4 separate regions of the Mus musculus genome follow, and all the other regions are linked to region 4. The links are chromatin contacts, called in public HiCAR-type maps. All regions are on one chromosome and are shown on one strand. The core of a region is the stretch at or near the end of the contact, and the rest is flanking DNA. Distances in the headings are between cores, read along the strand shown. Region 1 holds the start of 2600006K01Rik (a long non-coding RNA gene). Region 2 holds the start of Gle1 (GLE1 RNA export mediator (yeast)). Region 3 holds the start of Coq4 (coenzyme Q4). Region 4 holds the start of Nup214 (nucleoporin 214).

Region 1 (6,230 bases), core at 3,178-5,677, 2.1 Mb before region 4:
CAGCCTGGTCTACAGAGTGAGTTCCAGGACAGCCAGGGCTGCACAGAGAAATCCTGTCTCGAAAAACCAAAAAGAAAAGAAAGAAAGAAAGAAAGAAAGAAGGAAGGAAGGAAGGAAGGAAGGAAGGAAGGAAGGAAGGAAAGAAAGAAAGAAAGAAAGAAAGAAAGAAAGAAAGAAAGAAAGAAAGAAAGAAAGCTTTTGCTCAGAATTTTGAGCCTGCAAAGACCAAGGTCGAGATCCAGAAGATCTGCTGTCTGGTGAGGACCTGTTCCTCACAGGTGGCATTCTTGTGTTTTGAAGACCTCTCTTGAGTCTCTTTAATTTTTACCTTTTTACCTCAGGGGCGGTGTGGGTGGGCTGGTGGTAGTGGTAGTGTATCCCTTTAATCTCAGCACTTGACCAGCAGAAGTAAACAGATCTCTGAGCCCAAGGCCAGAGGTCTACAGAGCAAGTCGCAGGACAGCCAGGGAAACCGTGTCTCAAAACAAACAAAGATGTCTTTTATTTTATGTGTTTGCCTATTTTGCCTGCTTGTATGTATATGCACTGTGCGAGTGCCTGGTGCCTGCAGAGCCAGAAGATGCAGTTCCATCCCCTGGAGCTGGAGTTATAGATGGTTGTAAGCCTCCATGTGAGTGCTGGGAATTGGACCTGGGTTCTCTACAAGAACAGTCAGTGCTTTTTAACTGCTGACACTGTTTTTCAGCCCCACTTTTTTTTTTTTAAAGATTTATTTATTATATATAAGTACACCGTAGCTGTCTTCAGATGAACCAGAAGAGGGCGTCAGATCTCATTATGGATGGTTGTGAGCCACCATGTGGTTGCTGGGATTTGAACTCAGGACCTCTGGAAGAGCAGTCAGTGCTCTTAACCACTGAGCCATCTCTCCAGCCTCTTTATTTTTTAAAGATGTATTTATTTTATGTATATGAGCACACTGTAGCTGTCTTCAGACACACCAGAAGAGTGTATTGGATCCCATTACAAATGGTTGTGAGCCACCGTGTGGCTGCTGGGAATTGAACTCAGAACCTCTGGAAGAGCGGTCAGCGCTCTTAGCTGCTGAGCCATCTCTCCAGCCCCCCACTTTTTATTAATTGATTATTGTTGAGACAAAATCCCACTGTAGCTCAGCCATGACATCCTCCTGCCTCGGGTTCTCAAGCTCTAGAATTACAAGTGTGATCTACCAGGCTATGTCTGAGCCTCAGGCCTGGTGCCTGAGGAAGCCAGAAGCCTTTGTATCTCCTAGAACTAGAATTACAGATGGTTGTTAGCTGACAAATGGGTTCTGGGAATTGGTCCTTTGTAAGAGCAGCCAGTGCCCTTAACCCCTGAGCCATCTCTCCAGTCTCTCCTCTGTCTCAGTACCATGACACTGGTGATTAGGTTTCAGATATGAGTGTTGCAGGGTGGAGGTGGGGTCACAAGCACTCTGACCACAGCACCCCTGTCACTAATAGAGTGGGCAGTGGCTCTGGGTGAGTAGGATGGGGACAGCTTTAGAGAGAATCCACAATGGGGACCAGCAATCCCTGTGCCGGAGACTGCCATGCAAAAGAGAGGACGCTGCCTTCCCCCTTCCCTCCAGGATGTTTTCATGGGCCCTTCTCATTGCAGGACCATTGGCCTGGAAAGAGTCCAACAGGAAGCTGTGACCAAAGCCAGGGTAGAGATCTGAGTCCAGTGTCCAGCCCCCGGGAGACTGTTCATCATCAGGTAAGCGCTTTCGTTGTTGAACCTGCTCCTTCCATCCTCTCTCAATAGAGGGAGTGTGTCCTTCCACTTTCCTAGTGTCCCGAAGAGCTAAAGAGCAGCTCTATCTAGGAAAGCAGACCATTCAGGCAGAGGGAAGGTAGATGGATGCAGAGGCCTGGCTCAGGCTCCCTACCCAGAGAGAGAGAGAGAGCGCGCCTCAAGTGCATTCATGCTCAAGGTCTCCCTGTAGCAAACCTTCACATTAGCCATCATCAGTCAGGTTTTACCTGTGAGAATCAGGAGACTCAGGGAAAGTGACTGTCAGAGATTGGTGACAGATACCCAGCAAGAATATCTTAAGCCCCTTTCCCTCATCCTTTTTTCTCTCCTAAGAGAGGTTGGAGATTCCCTTTCATTCTAACAGAGTCCCAAGATTTGCTCTGTCCCAAAGGAGGCTGTATCTCCTATTTTGGAAGCGGGATGGGTTGCCATCAGAGGTTCTGTGGTGACCCCTAAGTCCTACCCTCAGTCGGAGTGGGCTCTGCTTTATTATTACCATCATTATCATTATTATTTATTTGTTTAAAGACTTATTTATTTATTATATGTAAGTTCACTGTAGCTGTCTTCAGACACTCCAGAAGAGGGCGTCAGATCTTGTTACAGATGGTTGTGAGCCACCATGTGGTTGCTGGGATTTGAACTCCGGACCTTCGGAAGAGCAGTCAGGTGCTCTTACTCACTGAGCCATCTCACCAGCCCTTATTTATGTTTTAATGTTGTTCCCCTTCCCAGTCCTCCCTCCAGGATCTCCCCAATCCCACCTCCCTCCCCTTCGCCTTTAAGAGGGAGCTCAACCACCCACCCACCCGTTGTTCCCTCCTCACCCTTCTAGTATCCTCCTTCTTGGCGCATCAAGCCTCCACAGGACCAAGTGCATCCCCTCCCAAATAACTCTTCTTTCAAAAGAAAAAACAAACACATTGTGTCAAACGAAATGCTCCTCAGAGTCAATGTGATGATGTTGCTTAGGTCTTATTTGGGAAGTTAAAGATGCAATCTTTAATTTTATTGTATTAAAAAGCAATTGAAGCCGGGCGGTGGTGGCGCACGTTTTTAATCCCGCACTTGGGAGGCAGAGGCAGGTGGATTTCTGAGTTCGAGGCCAGCCTGGTCTACAAAGTGAGTTCCAGGATAGCCAGGGCTACACAGAGAAGAAACCCTGTCTCGAAACAAACAAACAAACAAACAAACAAACAAACAAAGCAATTGAAAGAAGGGCTTTGCTTTAAGGGCCGGAGCCTGCGGAGGTGATGCGAGGTCGCGGAAGTGGCCAGATCAGCTGCACTCAGTCCTCTCCCCCAAGCTTGGGCTTGCTCTCCAACTCATCGCGTCATCTGCTGGGTATGTGGAGTTACTGCCTCAGGCCGCCAGAGGGCGTCTCAGATGGAGCAGGGGGCGGGAACCTGGGCTCCTCGCGAAGACTGCAGCCTCCACGGCTGAGAGGCAGAGAGCCGGGAATCCCGGGTGTCAGTATTCCAGGAGTGAGATGAACGCCCATGGTACAAGCGGTCCACCATGGCCCACGGATCCTTCCTTCCGTGCCAACGCCTTCCGAGGTCCACACGGAGAAGGCGGACCCCAGGACGCGTCTGGAGCAGGTGCCTAACCCTGGACCTCTAGGGCCTGGGCGGAGAAGAGGACAGCGGAGCGTACAGGCGCCTAAGAGGGGCGCAGGGGCCCCAAGGCAGTAACCACGCCCCTCTAAGACCCCGCCTCCATGCCCCGCCCATCCCGCCCCCTCCCTACTGTGGTGGGAAACCCGGGGCCCTCCACAGCCACCGAGTCCCGCCATGCACGTTGCGCGGCTCCTACCTCTGCTGCTCCTGTTGGGGCAGCAGCTCCGGGCTGCCAGTGTCACAGAGCCGACGCTACCCACCGTGGTCCTTGCCATCCTGGCCCGCAATGCTGAACACTCTCTGCCCCACTACCTGGGTGCGCTGGAGCGCCTGGACTACCCCCGGGCCAGGCTGGCCCTCTGGTGAGAGATCCAGGGGTGGGTGCATATGGGCATCAAGCCCCAGGACCCAGGAAGGCTTTTGACCTGGAGGCCTCATTACTTCTGCCCAGACACAACCCGAACAAGCTCCTCCCTCCCAGACAGCCCTTCAACAGTATTCCTAGACCCCGCGGGGCAAGAATAGACCTCTGAGGCCAGGGTTCAGCCCAGGGACACTCACCCCTCCTTTGGGCTCCCTACATGTCTCGGGCGTCCCCGGCTTCCCGGGTTTCCCCTGGGTTTCAGTTAGGCCTGTCCTTTCTGACCTAGCCCTTGGGGCTCGGCAGTACATCGCAGTAAAGACCTGTGGTCTGCCTGATGTGCGGTAGAACAGACTGAACCTCTGGAATCCCCTGGGGCCCAGCATAGAAAGGATCAGTCAGACTGGAGGTTTCTAGAGAGCAGGTGGAGGGAACCCTCAGCTCCAGGCGGCATGCTCGGGTGCCCTTCTGAGTGGTACTGCTAAGCTTCTCTGGGTAGAGAGAGGGGCTGGCTGGTTCTGATAGCCAAGGGTGTGGTCTCATGGGACGCTGGGATCAGAGGTTGCAGTACCCTGTCTAAAAAAGTCAAAACAGGGAGGAGCCTGAGCAGAGGCTGGAGATAGAGTACTCCTCACAGCACACCAAAGTTGGGCTGGGGTGGAGCTGTGGCCTGGGGAGGCTGCCCACAGCCACCACACTTGGGGAGTTAGTTAGTTCCCACCCCTGTAAGACTTGACACGTAGTTCTGGGGAATTGGCTTAAAGGAACAGCATCGCCTAAAACCTGGGCTCTTGGCTAAGCCTTCCACCTCCATTACTAGAGCCCCCTCCCCAGCAGAGGGAAAGCTGTGCTCCATGGTAACAGAACTTGGATCACCACTAACACTTCTCAGGGGTTGTCGGAGCATGGTGTGAGCCTAATTACAGCTGGGGGGAGTTAGGTAAGGAGAGAAAGGCAATGACTGTTTTGTCTGATTCTGAGCTGGAAAAGGCCTGATGTGTGGAGCCATGAAGAGGGACGGAAGTGAAGGGACGTGGCAGGTGCAATCTTTAAGCTCAAGGGACTTTTCAAGTGCACTCAGGCCGAGGATGGCTCAGGGGTCAGGGGCTTGCTTGATGTGTACAAGTCTCTGGGTTCAATTCCCACAGTACAATGCACAAAATTAGAAGGACAGACGTGAAGCACAGAGAGGCATGGACCTTGCCTGAGGCTACACAGGACATCCTCCAGCACCTCCACTGGAGCGCACAACTCTGCCCCATCGCTCTCAGGACAGTCATTCTGTGTTGTGCTCACAGGTGTGCCACAGATCACAACATGGACAACACCACAGGGATGCTCCGGGAATGGCTGGCTGCTGTGGGTCGGGACTATGCGACTGTCGTCTGGAAGCCTGAGGAGGAGGCCAGGTGGTTAACCGAGGGCAAGGGTACTGGAAGATGGTGAACAGCTATTCCCCAGGGCACAGCCCCCAGAGCACGCATGTCTATTCTATGCAGAGAACGAGAGGCCCCTCTCTCAAGAGAGCATTTCACCTTTCTCCACTTCAGGTCCTACCCAGATGAACAGGGTCCCAAGCACTGGACCAAAGAACGGCATCAGTTTTTGATGGAGCTGAGGCAGGAAGCACTGGCCTTTGCCAGGGACTGGGGAGCTGACTACATCCTGGTAAGAAAGCCTGGCTACAGAGTATGGGGGAGGCCTCAGGACCTGCTTCCAATAAAGTCTGGTTATAACCAAACTGTCTATAGGACAGATCTTCTGAAGACTGAGCTGAGACCCCTGTATTTAAGCTCACACTAGATACTAAGCCTGGCTCCTTGTACAGGTCTTAGGTTATATGCTGTTCCTAGATTCCTGAGCTTTTGTATGCCAAGAGTATAAACTGAGCCTGGATCCCTGGATTAGAGCTCAGAATAGAATTTTTTTCCAATATTTTTGTTATGTTTGCTCACTGGGTTTTCGAGACAGGGTTTCTCTGTGTAATCCCGACTGTCCTGGAACTCATGCTGTAGACCAGTCTGGCCTCAGAGATCCTCCTGCCTCTGCCTCCCAAGGGTTGGGATCCAAAGTGTGTGCCTCCACCACCTGATTTACTTTTGTTTTTCAAAGGTGGGTGTCTTGGTGCATGCAGCCCACAGAGGGCAGAAGGGGGCCTGGAAGCGAACTCCACTTAGTAGTGAGTCACCATTGGGTCAATGGGTTTCCAACTCAGGTGCTCTGCAAGAGCTACCAGTCCTTTTTTTTATTTTCGAGACAGGGTTTCTCTGTGTAGCTCTGGCTGTCCTGGAACTCACTCTATAGACCAGGCTGGCCTCGAACTCAGAAATCCGCCTGCCTCTGCCTCCCAAGTGCTGGGATTAAAGGCATGTGCCACCACCCCCCAGCACTCTTTTTTTTTTTTTTTTTTGGTTTTTTGGTTTTTTGAGACAAGATTCTTAGATCTGCTACTTGCTCTGCTCTAAGCCAGCATCTCAGAATGGCCCTTT
Region 2 (5,741 bases), core at 2,892-5,391, 2.0 Mb before region 4:
TACATTGTTTGCGTCCCTCATTACATAGCAACTGGCATAGTCCCAGCTACAGCAGGTGTGTTCACAATGAACTGTTTGGACACAGACCTAACAGTGGCAAGTGTGCTTGTAACCATGTGGTCTGGTTTCACAGTTCTGGGAACTGCAACTCCCAGCCTCTTACTCCAGGAACAATACCCAACGGTGTCATCCTTGCGCAGGGGCCATGGTGATCTGTATTGTTCCAGCTGTAGTGGATGCTCTGCTGAAGGGGAGTCAGCTTTTCTCCTCCTGGTGGGTCCTGCAGGAAGCAGTGTTCTCCTTGGTGCCCGGGGAAACCTCCCATGTCTGTTTCCTATAGGCCACTTGTTCCTCACGACCATCCGGCCTGACAATCAGAATTCCTATCTCATTGCTTGTCAGTTCTCTTTGTATCTCTGGGATTCCTTTATTTTTGAAATTTTTGTGTGGTTTTACAGGAAATAAAGTTTGTATCACTATGTCAGACTCCTTTGATTTCCCTTATCCCCTCCTTACTTTATAAATGATCAAGCTGAGTGAGGTGACACATACCTGTCGTAAGCACTCTGTGAGAAAGTCCTTGATGTGTCAATTACCCACCTTTCATTTCATTGTGGGCAAGATAGGCAGCTGCTCTTTGTTGGTTTCAGAAGATAAACCATCTGGTGGCCTGAGGTTAGGCACCCATCAGGCCTCGATGCTTAGGGTTTGCGGAGGATCACTTACAAGCATAGGTGTGGGGTGTGCCTATGTTTGCTATTAAATGCTACCCACTTTCTGGGTGATAAGATTTGGGGCCATTTTTTCTTTTCCTGCATTGAATTCGTGGGAGAGAACACTTGATTAGAATGTGCACATGGGCTAGCCTAGGGTTAGTTTTGGTTTTTCTTTCCATTTTTTTTCCCTCTGTTTTTCAAGACAGGGTTTCTCTGTGTAGTCCTGATTAGAATGTGCACATGGGAGAGCCTAGGGTTGGTTTTTGTTTTTCTTTCCATTTTTTTTCCCTTGGTTTTTTGAGACGGTTTCTCTGTGTAGCCCTGGCTGTCCTGGAACTCACTCTGTAGACCAGGCTGGCCTCAAACTCAGAAATCCACCTGCCTCTGCCTCCCAAGTCCTGGGATTAAAGGCATGAGCCACTACTACCCCCTGCCCCCATTCATTTTAAATTGGATTTGTGTACATATTTTATGTGTGGGTGGCCTGCATGTATGTATGTGCTGTGAAACACACACATGTTCTTGGTGCTCTCTGAAGAGGGCATCAGCATCCCTGGTACTAGAGTTGGGGATGGTTGAGAACCACCATGCATGCTGGCAATTGAAACCATGCTCTCAATAAGAGTAACATGTGTTCAACTGCTGACCCAGCTCATCTCTCCAGCCTCAGGACCCTGCCCATCCACCATCACCAACCAAGTATGTTAAGATGCGGGGGGGCCACCTGATTTTCCAGGCTTTCCAATGCAGAATGCTCCCCCACAAATTCTACCTACACATTGGATCTCTAGACCTTCATTGTCCCCCAGATCTTCAAATGCCTCCAGCCCTGCTAGTGCCTCATTTTCACCAAATGCCCCAAAGCACCCTATATTACCTGAATGTCTCTAAGTGGATCCAGGTCCCCTTAATGCCTCATTATTGCCAAAGACCACAACACACACACATACACACACACACACACACCCCACATGCACACACACACACACACCCCACATGCACACACACACACACACACACACACACACACACACACACATCTTGAAGGATTACAGATGTCTCCAGGATCCCCAGTGAACCCAGGCTTTCAAGTTTGCCCCTGTCCCTCAGCTCCACTTGTGGCTCCTCAGGTCTTTCCAAGGCCACATGTTCCCCAAAAGTCTATCAAGTAGTGGAGAGGTTGCACCAGGTATAGCCCAGAACAAAAGAGTAAGCTGGAAAAATTCTTTGTAAAGTCCAAGTCTCCTTCCTTCAAACAATGCCAGGAGCTGGCACAAAGTGTATATGTGATGGAATACCAGATCTGGATATGGCTTAAGAACAGGAGGTCTAGATACTTTCGGGAGCATCCCCAAAAACATATAAAATCTCCTGGGAATTGAGGTGGGAGAGCCCACACTCACTGCACCAGCAGTGATCCTGTGTCCCCAAGCCTAGCAGATGTTGGCTCCCTCTTTCCACCCAGCACCCCTGGAATCTTCCCATCCCTTCTTCAGTCTTGACTGGTCCTGGGGAACATTCTGGGTGTGGTGCTGGCTGCCCATACCCAGACTACAGCAACCACTGGTCCATTTTCATCAACAAAAGCCATGGACCCAGTTCAATCTGTAGCAGTTTTAGACACATCAGACTCAGCTCCATAGATAAGACTCAGTCCTAGCCAAAGCTCCAGTACTCTGCCACCTTCATAGATCCAACATCAGCTCAAGCTCTCTCAAAAGATGCTGCTTTGAAGATCCATGTAGAATAAAACACTTGCATCCCAGGACCAGTTCTGGAACTGGCAAGCCGGGCATGGTGGCACACGCCTGTAATCCCAGCACTCGGGAGGCAGAGGCAGGCGGATTTCTGAGTTCGAGGCCAGCCTGGTCTACAGAGTGAGGTATGCACCACCACATCCTGGCCACAAAAAAAAAAAGTTGAATTTGGCCTATTGTTTGAGAGGGTTAGAGTTCGTAATTGTGGACTACATAGTACAGAGTTCACATCTGGATCCACACTGGGAGGCATCGGAGGAGCACCAGGAATCACAAGTCCTTTGAAACCCCCAAGCCTACACTAACGAACACCTCCACTAGTAAAGACACAATTTTTCCCAAGCAGTTTCAACACCTGGAGACCAGATAGTCAAATCATGAGCCTATGGCGGCCATTCTCATTCAGGTAACTATAGCATCTCAGCCACTCTCACCCAAGTCCAAAATTCCAGAGATTGGCGCTGGAGAGAGTTCACTGGTTAACTACTGGTTGTGCGAGGGGAAGCATCCATCCAGGACACAGAGGAAAGAACCTTGACTTTATCAAGGTGGGCTGGAGAAATGCAGCTAAGGTGCTGACCACATTTGTGGTCACATCCACCAGCAACAGTCCAGCTCCTTTGACATTCGATTCCTCTGGTCTTAGAAGGCACCTACGGTAATCACATGCACATTTTCATACATGTTGAAAATAAATATACCTTTTCCTGAGAGCCAGGGTCCTACCATATAGCTCTGGGTGGCTCAGAACTCATGTAGACCAGCCTTGTCTTCAACTCAGATCCCCTGCCTCTGCCTCTCATGTGCCAAGACTGAAGGCATGCACCACCATGCCTTGGCTCCTACACAATTTCTCAATAAAAAAAAAAAAAAGTTGTCAAATGTAGACCACCACATGCATGTGTGGGTATGTAATTTCGATTCTATTTTCTGAACTAGTGTAAGCTGTGCACCACAGTGTTGAGCTGTAGAACTGTTTGGATTGGGGTCCATTCCTGGGAAGTTTTTTTCCTAGCTAGGCCTTTTCCTGGCTGTCCTGGAACTTACTCTGTAGACCAGGCTGGCCTGGAACTCAAGAGATCTGCTTGCCTCTGCCTCCTGAGTGCTGGGATTTAAGTTATGTAACGCTTCACCCAGATCATTCTTGGGGGACTCTTGTATTAACGTTTGTAAAATATTTTATTAGAAGTCCAAAGATTTTTTTTTTAGTAAAAAAAGTATGTATGTATGTATGTATGTATGTATGTATGTATGTATGTATGATGTGCGTGCGTAGAGTAAAAGTCCACAAAGAGGGCAATGGAACCGTCTGAGTTGGAGTTTCTGTTGTGAGCTATCATGGGGTGTTGGAAAATGAACCAGGCTCCACCACAAGGACAGTAAGGACTGTTAACGCCCGAACAGAAAAAATACTGCTTGTTCTCTTGAGGTTCTTATCCACCTCAAACCGCTGTCACGGACTCATGAGCAGTAGATGGGTCAAAAACCGCAGAGCATCACCCTGGCAATTGTGACTGCGAGAAATTACATTGAGATTCAGATCCACGTAGGCTCGCTAGTTTAGCCTCAATCCCGCATTCTTGCTCTGGCCAGGGGGCGGCGCTCACTAGTGGGCGGGGCGCTGCTGACGGACAGGTTCTGCGACCGTTACGGAGAGGCTGCGCCGGATGTGGGGCGGACACCCCGGAAGCGGAAGGCGGCGCCACCTCGGCGGCGGATTCGAGGGTTTGTTGTCAGTCGTGTCAGCTGGTGACATGCCATGCCGTCCGATGGTCGCTGCTGGGAAACTCTGAGGGCGCTCCGCAACACCAGCAAAGGCCGCCTGCGCTACGACCGCGAGTGGCTGCTGCGCTACGAGGTGAGCGGCGGCCCGCGGCCCGCGTTTAGCAGGCTCCCTAGTGACCGCGGTGGAGGACCGGGAGTGGGAACGGGACGGGACGGGCTGCGATCCTTTTTTTTTTTATCTTCTGTATTAACTTATTTGCTTGGGCCTTCAGCTGTTAAGCATCACATGTAATAATGTCTTATACTTACCAATGGACATACAAATAGGGTTAACCGTGCCGGGCATAGTGGCGCACGCCTTTAATCCCAGCACTTGGGAGGCAGAGGCAGGCAGATTTCTGAGTTCGAGACCAGCCTGGTCTACAGAGTGAGTTCCAGGACAGCCAGGGATGCCCAGAGAAACCCTGCCTCGAAAAACCAAAAAGAGAAAACAACAACAAGAAGAACAAAAACAAATAAATAGGCTTAACCTTCTTCTCTTTAGGATGTTTTGGAAGAATGCATGTCTCTTCCCAAACTGTCTTCTTACTCTGGATGGGTGGTAGATCACATCCTACCCAACACCTCAGGCCACACGCAAGAGAGTGCTCCTTCTTCTGATAATTCACCATCCTCTGGATCTGCATCTGGCTTGTACCAATCCTCACTACTAAAATCTCCTGTCAGAAGTAGCCCACAATCCCCGTCACCCTCATCACCAAATGGAACCCAGGTAAGGCTTAATTTGCTTAAGACAAAAGACTTGTTGGCTGCAAGGTTGAAATGTTTAGTCACATGACAGTGACTTGGGGGAGACGATTTGTTTCCCATATCATCGTATCATCCACTGTTGGTATGCGTGTATGCGCATGTGTGTGGAGGCCAGAAATCAACTTTAGGTCTTGAGTCTCAGAGGCCTCATCTTGGGTTGTGAGGCAAGTGTCCCTCATTGGCCTGGAGCTCATCAATTAGGATTAACTGGCCAGTAGTCCCAGAAATCATCCTGTCTCTTCTTCTCTAGTGCTGGAACTCTTTTTTTTTTTTTTTTTAAGATTTATTTATTTATTATATGTAAGTACACTGTAGCTGTCCTCAGACACTCCAGAAGAGGGAGTCAGATCTCATTATGGATGGTTGTGAGCCACCATGTGGTTGCTGGGATTTGAACTCCTGACCTTCGGAAGAGCAGTCGGGTGCTCTTACCCACTGAGCCATCTCACCAGCCCTAGTGCTGGAACTCTTAAGTGCATGCCACCATGCCATTTTTATAAGGATCATTAGAGTCAAACCTTAGGCCTTCCCTGCTTGTACTTTACCCATTAATCTATCTCCCCAGCACAGAAGAAACACCAGTTTATTAAAGAGAAGCAGTGTAACACCAGGTGTGGTGGTGCACACCTTTAAGTGCAGCACTTGGAAGGCAGAGGCAGGTGGGGTCCTGTGAATTCAAGACCATCCTGGTCTACAGAGCAACTTCTAGGCCAGCCAGGGCTACATAATGAAA
Region 3 (5,889 bases), core at 3,384-5,883, 2.2 Mb before region 4:
GCAGACTTCACAAGACCACAGTCTAAGGCCCCACCTGGCCCTGGAGGAGTCCTGGAGACTGGACAGTGACACACACATCTGTCTTGCCATGAGAACAAAACACTGCTCGGCTTGGACTGTGGTGTGGGACAGATCCAAGCTCAAATTTCAGCTCCTAAGGCTTTAAAGAAAGCGTGACCCTGGCTAGGCATGTTCTTTCTTCCTAAGCCTCACCGTACTCAACTGTAAAATGGGAGCGTGGCTAAGTGGGACAGGGCTTTCCTAAGGGGACCCACACACAGCTCTTCGTGATGGTCAGAAGAGAAGAGTGTGAGGGGTAATGCTGTATCTCTAGTCTTTCCTAGCTACAGCAAGCCAAAAATGCTTGCTAGTGGCCTCGGCCTTCCCTATCCGTGACTTCTGGGAAGAAGCACTGGGTAAGTAGGCTGCACCATATCTTTAGCCCACGATACCTTGGTGAGATGAGCATCATACATGTCAGTGAGGAGGCTGCGTCCATGTCCCACGGCGAGCACTGAAAGGCAACCAGACCCTCTCTCACCTAGTCCCTTTCCCTGGGAACAACCCTTGCCATTCCCTGCCACCAAACACTCCCTCTCCTTGCAGCCAGCATCCGGGGAGGGAGCTGCTGTCAACACTGGTCTCCAGGGCTGGTCTAAGGGTGGCATCTGGCTCACGATGGGAAATGAGCCTAAGTACCTGAGGAAGCTCCCAGAGGATACTGAAACACCCCCAAAGCAAGAGAGCATTGTCCCAGCTCCACCAAATTGCAACTACATTTAAGGCTGGGAGGGAGTCACACACCGATAATCCCAGCACTTGGGAGGCTGAAGTTGGAGAACTCTGAGTTCCAGGCCAACCTTGAAAGTAGTCAGAGTTTGTCTCATATAAACACATAAATTTAAAAAATAAAATAAAGTCGGGCAGTGGTGGCACACATCTTTAATCCCAGTACTTGGAAGTCAGAGGCAGGTGGGTCTCTGAGTTGGAGGCCAGCCTGGTCTATGGATCGAATTCCAGGACAGCCAGAACTACACAAAGAAACCCTGTCTCAAAAAACAAAAACGGGGGTGGGGGTGGGGGGTGTGGTATGGGGGACTTTTGGGATAGCATTGGAAATGTAAATGAGGAAAATACCTAATTAAAAAAAAAACAGCATTAAAAAAAAAAAGAAAAACAAAAACAAGACAAAACAAACAATTCAAGTCAAGGTGCTACATGCTTACAGTCCCCAGCACTCAGGTAGAGGAGGGCCAAGATCTCAAGGTCATTTAGACCCAACTGGAGCCAGCCTCGGCAAACTGAGACAAAAAAAAAATCGTCTCAGAAACAAAAACAAGAACCTAGGTTTTCTGACTCTTAATTTTAAACATTTTTGGCCCTCAAACTCTCAATGAGTTATACAGAGAAAGATGCTCAGGCCTGTGCATATCACAGACTGGGGGAGGCAACAAACAGAAAGCTAATGGTACAAAGGAAGGAGCCATAACAGGGCCTTTGGGGCCACTTCCTGCCTATTCCCTGATCTGTTTATCCCTCTGTCTAAAGAAATGAATGGCTTCCCATTCACTGTTAGAGAGGGAAACAGGGAGGGGGCATGAGATCACGTCTGACTGCCCTTACCTCAGGAAGAAAGAGAGGGAACCAAGACTGTGGAGGCTGGACAATGGGCTACCATGTGACCCGGAGGCCACAGAAGGCTTGTGACTTGGAGCTTTGTATCCAACTCTGGCAATATGCAAACCGCAGCCAGAGGAGATAGAGCCATGTGCCTGCTGCACCCTAACTCGATGGGAGCTCCTCTGGGGACCATGGGTATTTAGTGGCCAGGCCTCAGCTCCAGTCTTACTCTCTTCACTGGTAACATTACACAGCATCTGTCATGGGTATGGTGAACAAATGTCCATAAAGGCCTTGAACCACGTGTCATGCAGGAAGGAATCCCTTGACAGAGGTGGGACCTGCCCAGCTGAAGAGACAAGAGACTCAGTGGAGAGAAAAGTAAGAGAGTGAGGTCAGATAAGCTGTGGGCTGGGCCCTGGATCACCTTCTGATCCTTCTCCAAGCTCACAGCACCACATCCCCAGACTTACCAAGCACACCAGAAGCCTGGACATCCAAGCGATGTCCCACACCGATCTTCAGGTTTGTGAATGCTGGACCACGTACTGGAAAGAAAAAGCCAGTTCATTTCTTCAACTAATGAGCCTTGAGGGTAACTTTGGCAAGAGGCCCTCATTCCAAGAACAGAAGGGCCTCATGGGGATCAAATTATGCTAGGCTGTATTTCCAGGCTTCTCTTCCTCGGAAGCTGGAACCACTATTTCCCTAGTTCCCTGGGCCCAGAGAAAGGGCAACGCAAGACTCTTCTTCCTCTGCCTATCACTATTCGCCCCATTTGAGGCTTTGAGATCAGGCATCACACTGGGGATCAAGATTCTGGGCTTCTCTGCACATCGTGTGCTGATAGAAAACCTGGCCATTCTCCTCCTGAATCAGTGAGCTCCCTAAGGTGGGACCTAGGTCTGTCTGTCTACAATACTGACCTATGGCCCCAGACTCAGTGTCTTGACCACTAAAAGACTGACTACAGCTTAATGTGCCCCAGCACTTGGGAGGCAGAAGCAAAAGGATCAGAATCCAGACTTCAAGGTCATATTTAACTATACAGTGAGTTCAAGACCAGCCTGGACTACAGGAGGCTGTGTCTCAAAACACAAAAACAAGAGCTGGCGAGGTGGCTCAGTGGGTAAAGGCTGCCACGCCTGATGACTTCAGTTTGATCCTGGGACCCATGGTGGCCTGAGAGAAGTGATTCCCAAAAGATGCCCTCCGACTTTCACACCCAGGCCTTGGTGTGCACACATACATACAAATAATACGTTTTTGTTTTTGTTTTTTTTTAATAAGGGACCTACCTCACAGAACTGGGGTGAGGACAAAGATAACATGATGTCTAATACAGAGCAGGTATTAATAACACAGGTCTACCAGAAGTTCTCAGCTTCCCTAGAGAGTCCTAGAATAGCTAAGAGTCAGCAAAGTGTAGTTCACAAGTCAAATCATCAAGTCTACTTTGTTTTGAGACTGGGTCTCACTGTGTTGCCCAGGTTGGCCAGGGACTCCTAAATTTAAATGATCCTTTCAGTCTCCCATAGAAGACAAAGGCTGCTGGACACCGGTGTTTATAACTGCTCTCAAAATAGCTGTTTTGTACTCCAGCCTTTTTTTTTTTTTTTTCCTTCGAGACAGGGTTTCTCTGTATAGCCCTGGCTGTCCTGGAACTCACTTTGTAGACCAGACTGGCCTCAAACTCAGAAATCCGCCTGCCTCTGCCTCCCAAGAGCTGGGATTAAAGGCGTGCACCACAACCATGTGGCTGCACTCCAGTCTTGACTAAAATACAAGAAGGTTCTCTCCTTTCCTACAGTCTAGAGATGCTTTGCATTACAATAGCAAAGAGGAGCAGAGCCAAGGAAAACACAAGGCTGTAGGCAGAAGCTGTTTAAAATCTTCCCTCTCTAGGGAAGTTTGCCAAACCCTGGGCTAGAAATCTAACTCAGGCCAGGGATTTCCTCTAACATCACGGCCAGGGTCCTGTCTGACTCTGCCTTACCAAGTCTGTGGGTGGTGAGGGAGGGTACATTGGTGGCTCTGAGAGTCAACTTCTTCTCTTCACTGCCTTCCACAGGGCCTAGCAAGAAGCGAACACGCTGATCAGGAGCAGGAGGCTGCTGGGCATTGAGACCTAAGCACAAAAGAACACAGTCAGTACTTTTCCAACCCGCAAGAGAAGGGGTAGAGAGATGGTAGCATAGAAGATGGATTTGTGTATCGTAGAAAACGTACTATGACTCCTTCAGAAGCCAGGTATCATTAATTCCAGCACTGGGGAGGCAAGAGGCGGGCCTATCTCTGAATTCAAGGCCTGACTGATCTACAGAGTTATTTCCAGGGCAGCCAGGGGTATACAGAGAAACCATTCTCTAAAAAGTGAAGAACAAACAAACAAAACAAAAATCCTAGGTTGGAAGTGTAGCTCAATTCATGGAGTGTTTGCACAATACGCAAGACGCCCCGGGTTCCATCCCCAGCACCCTAATGGGAGGTGGTACTACACAGATGTAGTCTAAGACCTTGGGTAGTGAAGGCAGGACAGTCAAAAGTTCAAGGTTATCTTCATCTTACATAGCAAATTTGAGGCTACATGACAGTTTTTAAGAAAATAAAAGAAAGGAAAAAAAGGCAAAGAAAAAAATTGGTGTTTGAGGGTCGGGGTGGTGGTCACGCTTGTGATCCCAGCATCTGGCAGGTGGAGTCAGGAGAGTCAGAATTCTCAGTGCCTCACTGATTTCAAGGTCGGATTAATTAGAAAAGACCCTGTCTCAAAAGGCAAAAAAAAAAAAAAAAAAAAAAAAAGTTCAAATTCTAACTCTGTAACAGAAACCGCGAAAAAAAACCCAACACTATAGAATGAATTTCTCTAAAGGAAAATAGCGGAGAGTGGGTAGTAACGAAATGTGTACAAGAGAAAAAAAACAAACAAACAAGAAACAGCTACAACCCGGCAAACGAACCACGTGACCTCACTCCACATCAGAAAGAACTAAAGCAAAACCGTGGGTCCGCGTCGGAGTTCTCACCTTTAAGCAGTTGCAACTCCACGGTCTCACGCAAGTGCAGCCACTTCAGCCCCGGAGGTTTATAGACAGCGAAGAGCCCCTGCAGCCGAGCTAGGCCAGAAGAACCCATGGCTGGAACTCAGCGGTTCAACATCATCCAGAAGCGGGGATGCGGGCGGAAGTGCTGCGTGGTCCTTTCCCAAATGTGGTCCCTACTGTAGGTAGCCGCCTTGTTTCCTTGGCAGGAAGAGGTTCTTTTCTTATTGCCCTCCGGGGGGGAAATAAGAGATGGAGAAGAAAATAGGGCCGGATATCGAGCAACCGAATTCTCGGTTATGTTATTTTTGAATTCTTTTCAGGAGTTTTTTGTTTGTTTGTTTCTCATATATCCCAGGCTGCCCTCAAACTTGCTAAGTTGCCGAGAATTCATTACTTTTCTGTCTCCACTTTTCCAAGATCTGGAGTGACGAGTAATTCACATCAGGCTTGGTTTTTGAGACAAGGTCTCTAGTACTGCCTTCGTACTTAAGAAATAGCCAAGAAGGATCTCGAACTGATCCTACGGCCTCCAGGTTTCAAATGCTGGGTTGACAGGCCTACGTTATAAATAACGCCTGGCTCACAGCAGTTGTTTTACTTCAGTGGCAAACAGATCTTGTGGCTTTCCTTCTCATGCTCCTGTCCATATTACAACATCTCCGATCAAAAAGCCACAGTGAGTGCAGTGTCCCAGGAGTCTTTTGACTTCTCGGGCCTCCGTAGTACCTGCGGAGCCCCGCCTAACCACGCGGACGTCCGCTGCCATGGCGACCCTGCTGCTGCTTCGCTCCCTGCGCCTCCACCGCAGTCTTCGGCCCCGTACGCGGCCAGCTGTAGGTGAGCAGCTCTGATTCCAGTGTCCGCGGCGACCAGAGGGACCGGACTCCTCTCACCTTTACCTCTTTTCTGCTCGCAGATGTACCCCTCAGGGCCGGGAGCCATGGCGCCCGCCTGCTGTACCCGGACCACATCCCAACCACCCCGCTGCAAAAGATGCTGCTGGCTGCGGGCGCGGCGGGAATGGCTCTCTACAACCCCTATCGCCACGGTAAGACGGTTTACTCTTCGGTCTCGAAAGCTGGGACCGGTGAAGACTTGGTTTGTGGGCATCCAAACCTGGCTGCGCCTATCATATTTCCCAGGATCGTTTATGATAATCAGGTGCCTGATTCTAGCTAGAACTGTTTTGGGTCTTCTGGGCACAGGGAGGAGAGGAAGAAAGAAACGT
Region 4 (5,872 bases), core at 1,561-4,060:
GTGTGAGGGAGTCCTACTTTCAGGGTGGATGCTGAGGGCACCAGGGTAGAAGTGGAGTCAAGTGTTGAACCTCAAACAGAGAACAGGCTGTCTGATTGCACAGTGCCCCAATCCGGCTATTTACTGTCCTGCCCTACTCTCCCCTCCCTTCACTCCCTCAGTTATTTATCGAGTGTGTATTACAAGCTTTAAGTTCTCTTGCTTTGTCTCCATGTGTGCTATGTCCAACTCCTAGCTCCCTTTTCAAATCCCTCAAGTCCTGGAGCTTGGGGATTAGATGGAGGTAACATGGCAGATTTTAGCTGGGCCAGTCCTTCCATTTCACTGCTGGCCTCCAGGGGTTAAGTGCCTTGCTGAAGGTTGGTGGGGGCTATCAGAGAGTGTGGACTGGAGACCCGCTCTAGGCTGCATTGGTCAAAGGAAAGGGTAGAGAGCAGCATTTCCCAGCCTGATACTTGAGGAAGGTGTGGTCTCCACGGAACACCTTGGGTCAGGACTCACCCTCCTGAGGGCCTCCAGGTTGGCAGTGAGATTTCAGTAAGCACCAAGCCTAGCTTTGCAGATTGTCTTCCTTACAGCTTCCTGACTGGTCTTCAGAGACCATTTCCAAGAATTCATGCAGCAAAGTATCAAATGTCTTACCCGAGTGGGGAACCTCAGCCTTGACCCTGCTTGTGTTCTGGAACCATTTACTCTGGGCACTCAGGACGAGACAGTCACTCATCACACATATTTATCAAGCACCTGCTCAATGACACGAGTCCAGAACCCGGCAGTGAAATGGACTGATGTATGAAATTTATGTCTACTGGGGAATCACTCCCAGCCAATCTAGCCAATGACTATGATATGGAGTGGGGGGGAGTGCAAGAGGTGAGTACCATGTAGTCCCAGGGATTCCAGCTGGGCTCATAATTTGGCAAGTGTCAGAGGAGCCTCTGTAAAACCTTAAGTGGAAAAGACAGGGAAGCGTTGAGCTAATGTGCTTTTCCTGTGGCTCTTGTTCCACAGTCCAATACCCAGGGTGCTGTTCCCACAGCAGTGAGAGAGAGAGAGAGTGAAGCAAACAGGGCATGGAATGGTTAGCTCCAGTTCGTCCTCTGGTCTCAACCAGTTCAGTTCAGGAGAGAGATCATTTCGCTATGACTGGCTGATTTTCAGCCCTAGGAGCTGCTTCAAATGCACAGTCTAGTTGAAGTTTAAACCCCAGCATTCCTCCCTATAAATATAAAATCCTGTCTACCCTCACCCCATCCTTTGACTTATTTTTCTTTTAAGATTAGCATCTCTGCCCCCATTTCCTCCTGCCTTCCTTCTCTGAGCGGGCTGGGACCTTGGACTGCATTGGGTCCCTATTCTATGTGACAGAGGAAGGAAGAATCAGCCGGCTCAGTGGGTCCACAACTCATGAGCTTACACACCACCTCCATAAAGGAGTGTGCCACTGACCTCTGCAGAGCACAGAAAGAGGCAGTGGTCTGAAGATCAATCTATGGGAAGACTTAAGAATGACCCTTTAATGGAGGAGTTGGCATATATTTCAAGTTGTGTCTGTTGGTTCCAGGGTTTTTAACCTCTCTAGTTAAGGGCTTAGCTTTCTTGGGACATCGGCTGCCTTATTTCTGAAAAAGACCAAATGTAACTGGTGTAACCAGCAGTTTGGGGATTGCCAAGTATGGCTTTGCCCTGTGACTCAAAAGATGTTTGTAAGGTAGATTTGGGTGAGTGCCATTATTGTGTGCATGTGTGTATGTATGGATGGGATGTGGTCTCCTGCAGACTGAAATAAACTAGAGCAATTTATCAGTGTCTTTGTGTTTCTTGGGGACAGCTCTGGGCTCAGTAAATTCAGAAGAGCTAGCTGACAACAGGTACCAAGTAAATGAGTGTGTCCTGGGTCTCCCATGTCCCAGACAGACAGTTGACGTCATCTGATTAAGCCCAAGACCCAGGTCTACTGTTAGCATTTTACAATGAATAGAGGCTTGCACACATGCAACTTGTTGAGAGACTGCATCTGACAGAATGTGCCCTCTGGAGCTGACCCACCAGCTCCAAGTTAGGAACCTCTTTTATAATTCTACTCCAGAAATGTCTTCAACATCAGTCAGTATACGCAGATCTGAATCTTAACCCTTCCTGGCTGAAAGCTATTGGATAATTTAACTGCTTTGTGTGGAATTCTCTTATTACATATTTTTTTCCAGACAGGGTCCCATGTAACTCAGGATATCTAGAGATTGCTATGTAGCCTAGGAAGACCTTGAATTCCTGACCCTCTAATCCCCAAAAGCTGAGATGATAGCCGCGCACCATTTGCGATGTGAAGTGGATATGGCTTATGATCTGAAACGATTGCCTTGAAAACAGTAAACAAAACCGATCTTTTGTCCCTTTTCCTCTCCGTTTTTAAAAGGGTTCTGCACCGGCACACAGTGCAGTCCACCCGCTAACCGAACCTCTCTGTCCGCTCTTCCCAGCAAAAAAGTTCCTAACTTCTCTAAGTCGGAAGCTTCTAAGAGCCCTGCAGGTAAGTGCTACCGGGAAGCATCGAGAGTCTCAGGAAGGCCGAGCGTGCCTCTCTCTAAGGAAGAAAATTAAATAGCGAGGCTGCGCACGCAGCATCCAAAGGAAGGCGGACTCCGGCCCGCGCCTCATGGCCACACCCACTGCGCGGAACCGGCCAATGGGGCCTTGTGGATTGGCAAGCGCGCGACTTCCGAGCAGCCCTCGACTGCCTCCGAGCACACTAAAAACCGGCCTGGGTGACGTCAGTCACGCGCGCCGGAAACGCGCATCTACCACGCGCCGCGGGCGCTGAGGGAAGGAAGTTGAGGCCTGAGCGGCCTGAGCTGTGTTTGAAAGGCCGCGGGTGGCAGCGGCAGCGCCAGCAGCAGCTACTTGAACACCCTGAAGGCGGCACGATGGGAGACGAGATGGATGCCATGATCCCTGAGCGGGAGATGAAGGTTAGAGCCTGGCCGGGGCCTCCCCGCCTGCGTAGTCCTGGAGTTGCCTTGGAGCCTCGCCTCTGCCGGCTGCTCCTGCAGTTCGCAGGGTCGCGATCGCTCGCCCCACAGAGCGTCCGCAGCTCTGCGTGTCGCGGGCCTGAGTTCCCTGCAAGTGCAGGTACCTGTCCTTGCGTGGGTTTGTCCACGCCTTCTGAGTTACCCCAGGTACTCTGATGGGCTGGTCGCCTTACTGGTGACAGCGATTCTTGTTTATTGAGTGAGACGTACTGTCGCCACCGTCGCTGCAGCCCTTACGACCAGCTTAGAAAGAGGAGCGCATTGAAGCCTTGAAAGCAAATGATCCAAAGTCACGTGGCAAAAGCCTTACATCTCTCTTACGATTTAGGCATGGTCTCTTGTAGCTCAAGGTGGCTTCTGGTCTTGGGCTCTTGTCTCTGCCTCCACCTCCCAAGTGGTGGGATTATTGGTGTGCATTACCACAGTTGGCTTAGACGCTCAGTTCTTATTAGCTCTCTATACTTGAGGGTGGTCCAAACTACCTAAAGTGGAGCCAAGAAACACTATCTGCCTTCAAAACCCCTAGTTAGTAGGAACAGGAAGTCAAGTTTGGCACTGGAAATCAGCTTGAACTCATGAGACTAAAGGAAAAGCAAGCGAACCCTAAGTGATCCCCATGCTACAACTTCTGGATACTGTGTTAATAGTTGGCTTATATACTCTGACAGAATGGAAAGGCAGGGGACCGTAGACAGTTGGAAATGAGTGAGTTGCAGGAAGGTGTTAGCCATTTGTGTGACCGGTGAGTCGCTAAAATGCACATGGGTCGAGTGCTCCATATCATGCTTAGAAACAGTGGCTCTTCCTTGAGTCAGCACATGTGCTGAGCCCGGTAATGGGCAAGCTTCATGTTCCTCAGATATGTTCGGGTAGAGAATTTAGAACCACAGGGCTAATAGCAGTATTTTAATTCCTGCCAAAAGCAGAAAGGAGAGGTTTGGGTTTTGGGTTTGTCTGTTGTGTTTGTTTTGTTTTGTTTTGTTTTGTTTCTTTTGTGTTGCTTCATCACACTGGCCCACCACAAAAAAAGCCACCAAGCCCCAGTGGTACAGTCATGACTATTAGGATGATAATATCAAAAAAGATAGATGATTTGTTTCTTTATGAATGGCCAGTGTGGCCTCATGGGGAAATTTGTGTGAACTTTTACCCACCGTATTCAACTGGGATTAAGAGTACTGCTCTTCCAGAGCTCCTGAGTCCAATTCCCAACACCTACAGGGCAGCACACAATTGTCTGTAGCTCTAATTCTCACACAGACACATGCAGGCAGAACACCAATGCTCATAAAAATCTTCCAGTAAATATGTATTAAACATGGACTGCAAGAAAATTAGTATGTGTGGGTGTGCTAGACACCCTTTATGAAGCATTTCATAAGGTTCTGTAGAAATACATTTTCTCTTGTAGCTGTCATATTCTTTTCACTAAAATCCCTAGCTGGAGAGTTAGGAGGTGTGGTGGAGGATACAGATAGAGCTTAACAAAGTGATTACAGATTAACACTTTTTGAGGGTATTAGATCCCCAGGAACTGGAGTTACAGACAGTTGTGAGCTGCTATGTGGGTTCTGGGAATTGAACCTAGATCCCCTGAAAGAGCAGCCAGTGTTCTTAACCATTGCTTCCTCTCTCCAGCCCTCTCTATTTATTTCATTCAGCAAATGTTAATGAGTATTATACCAAGCACCACCAAATACAGAGTCTAAAAACAAAATTGGTGGCCTCAAGGTAATAAGTATATTTTTGTTATCCTGAAATTGCATTTATGGACTATGATAATAGACATGATTTAATTTCTTCCTTGATCTTGTTTCCTATTCTAAAACAGGACTTTCAGTTTAGAGCACTGAAGAAAGTGAGGATCTTTGACTCTCCTGAAGAGTTGCCCAAGGAGCGCTCGAGTGTGCTTACCATATCCAATAAGTATGGTATGCTCTTCGCTGGTGGCACCAATGGCTTGAATGTTTTTCCTACTAAAAGCCTTCTTATCCAAAATAAACCTGGAGATGATCCCAATAAAATTGGTAAGCACGTTCTTTGATTTATAGTGTGCAGCAGAGCCAGGGCTGCAGTAGCATACTAGTCAGTGTATTTCCTTACTAAGACACGATTCTGATGTCAAAATTGTGATTTCTTTTGGCCTTGCAGGGAGCTTCCACTTAGGGTGCCAAAGGCCTTTCTGAGTTTTCTTTTCAGCTCTCTGCTATTGTTTCTGTGAGCCACTTCTCTAAGATGAGAGGGAAGAAGACCTTACTGTTGTGCTCAGTTGAACGTGGGCTCTGGGAAGCCATCCAGAAGAAGGCATGGCTGTATCACCCTGCAGACGGAAACGTGTGTCTGCAGCATTGAGCAGAAGTGTTTTCAGCAAGGGCCATAGCAAGAGTCTTGGGATATTTAAAGCAGCATTACCTATGTACAGGAGAGTTAAGCTTAGTTCCTGTAACTAGATATCCAAGGTATTGTTACTCTGTATCCATCGTGCATCAGGAGGAAGTGGGGAGAGTGCACCAGTGGGCTGGTGAGACAGCAAAATCTTCTATGTTAATACACATAAGCAGAGTTGCTGATGATCAAGACTGCCAGACAAGAACTCCAGGAGTCTTGTTCCTTCTGGCAGCTCTGATTGGGGACTGAATCAGCAGGGTTTATAAGCATAAAAAAATGTAAGCAACTGGGACAAGTTACAGTTACAGTTTTCACCAGTCAGGACTCTGGGATTAGGGACTCTCCCAAGTGTTTCATTGTTGTCAGCTGACATTGAGTGTAAGTGTTTTTGCTCAACCAATCAAATTTGTCTGTTCTTTCTGTTAGGAACAACATTATGTTTTGGGGAACTATTG

What was found. HiCAR-type assays count read pairs that join an accessible place to other places.
Region 1: a HiCAR-type map of astrocytes shows a contact between it and region 4, with 5 times the contacts expected there. The contact joins the promoter of 2600006K01Rik here to the promoter of Nup214 in region 4. A contact is called at or near these places in 3 of 39 promoter capture datasets (liver and pre-B cells), 1 of 115 datasets of contacts at active chromatin or transcription factors (astrocytes) and 1 of 9 other capture datasets (liver).
Region 2: a HiCAR-type map of astrocytes shows a contact between it and region 4, with 6 times the contacts expected there. The contact joins the promoter of Gle1 here to the promoter of Nup214 in region 4. A contact is called at or near these places in 2 of 39 promoter capture datasets (liver and pre-B cells), 2 of 115 datasets of contacts at active chromatin or transcription factors (astrocytes and embryonic forebrain) and 3 of 9 other capture datasets (adipose tissue, embryonic stem cells and liver).
Region 3: a HiCAR-type map of astrocytes shows a contact between it and region 4, with 4 times the contacts expected there. The contact joins the promoter of Coq4 here to the promoter of Nup214 in region 4. A contact is called at or near these places in 1 of 39 promoter capture datasets (pre-B cells), 1 of 115 datasets of contacts at active chromatin or transcription factors (astrocytes) and 2 of 9 other capture datasets (liver and pancreatic islet).

Annotation. Positions count from the first base shown.
Region 1 is chr2:29,865,984-29,872,213 of GRCm38.p6, forward strand. 2600006K01Rik (a long non-coding RNA gene) reads right to left here and starts at 4,428. Exons shown (of 3, transcript XR_003954007.1): 1 at 3,577-4,428; 2 at 2,589-3,387; 3 at 2,368-2,412. It overlaps Cercam (cerebral endothelial cell adhesion molecule), which reads left to right and starts at 3,511. Exons shown (of 12, transcript NM_207298.2): 1 at 3,511-3,742; 2 at 5,040-5,150; 3 at 5,292-5,409. The coding sequence starts at 3,555.
Region 2 is chr2:29,931,268-29,937,008 of GRCm38.p6, forward strand. It overlaps Gle1 (GLE1 RNA export mediator (yeast)), which reads left to right and starts at 4,142. Exons shown (of 16, transcript NM_028923.3): 1 at 4,142-4,331; 2 at 4,743-4,970. The coding sequence starts at 4,233. Odf2 (outer dense fiber of sperm tails 2) reads left to right here. Exons shown (of 21, transcript NM_001369060.1): 21 at 1-479.
Region 3 is chr2:29,782,860-29,788,748 of GRCm38.p6, forward strand. It overlaps Coq4 (coenzyme Q4), which reads left to right and starts at 4,634. Exons shown (of 7, transcript NM_178693.5): 1 at 4,634-5,498; 2 at 5,578-5,709. The coding sequence starts at 5,426. It overlaps Trub2 (TruB pseudouridine (psi) synthase family member 2), which reads right to left and starts at 4,812. Exons shown (of 8, transcript NM_145520.5): 1 at 4,644-4,812; 2 at 3,617-3,748; 3 at 2,094-2,168; 4 at 453-514. The coding sequence starts at 4,752.
Region 4 is chr2:31,971,640-31,977,511 of GRCm38.p6, forward strand. It overlaps Nup214 (nucleoporin 214), which reads left to right and starts at 2,811. Exons shown (of 36, transcript NM_172268.2): 1 at 2,811-2,969; 2 at 4,861-5,056. The coding sequence starts at 2,925. It overlaps Aif1l (allograft inflammatory factor 1-like), which reads left to right. Exons shown (of 6, transcript NM_145144.1): 6 at 1-1,803.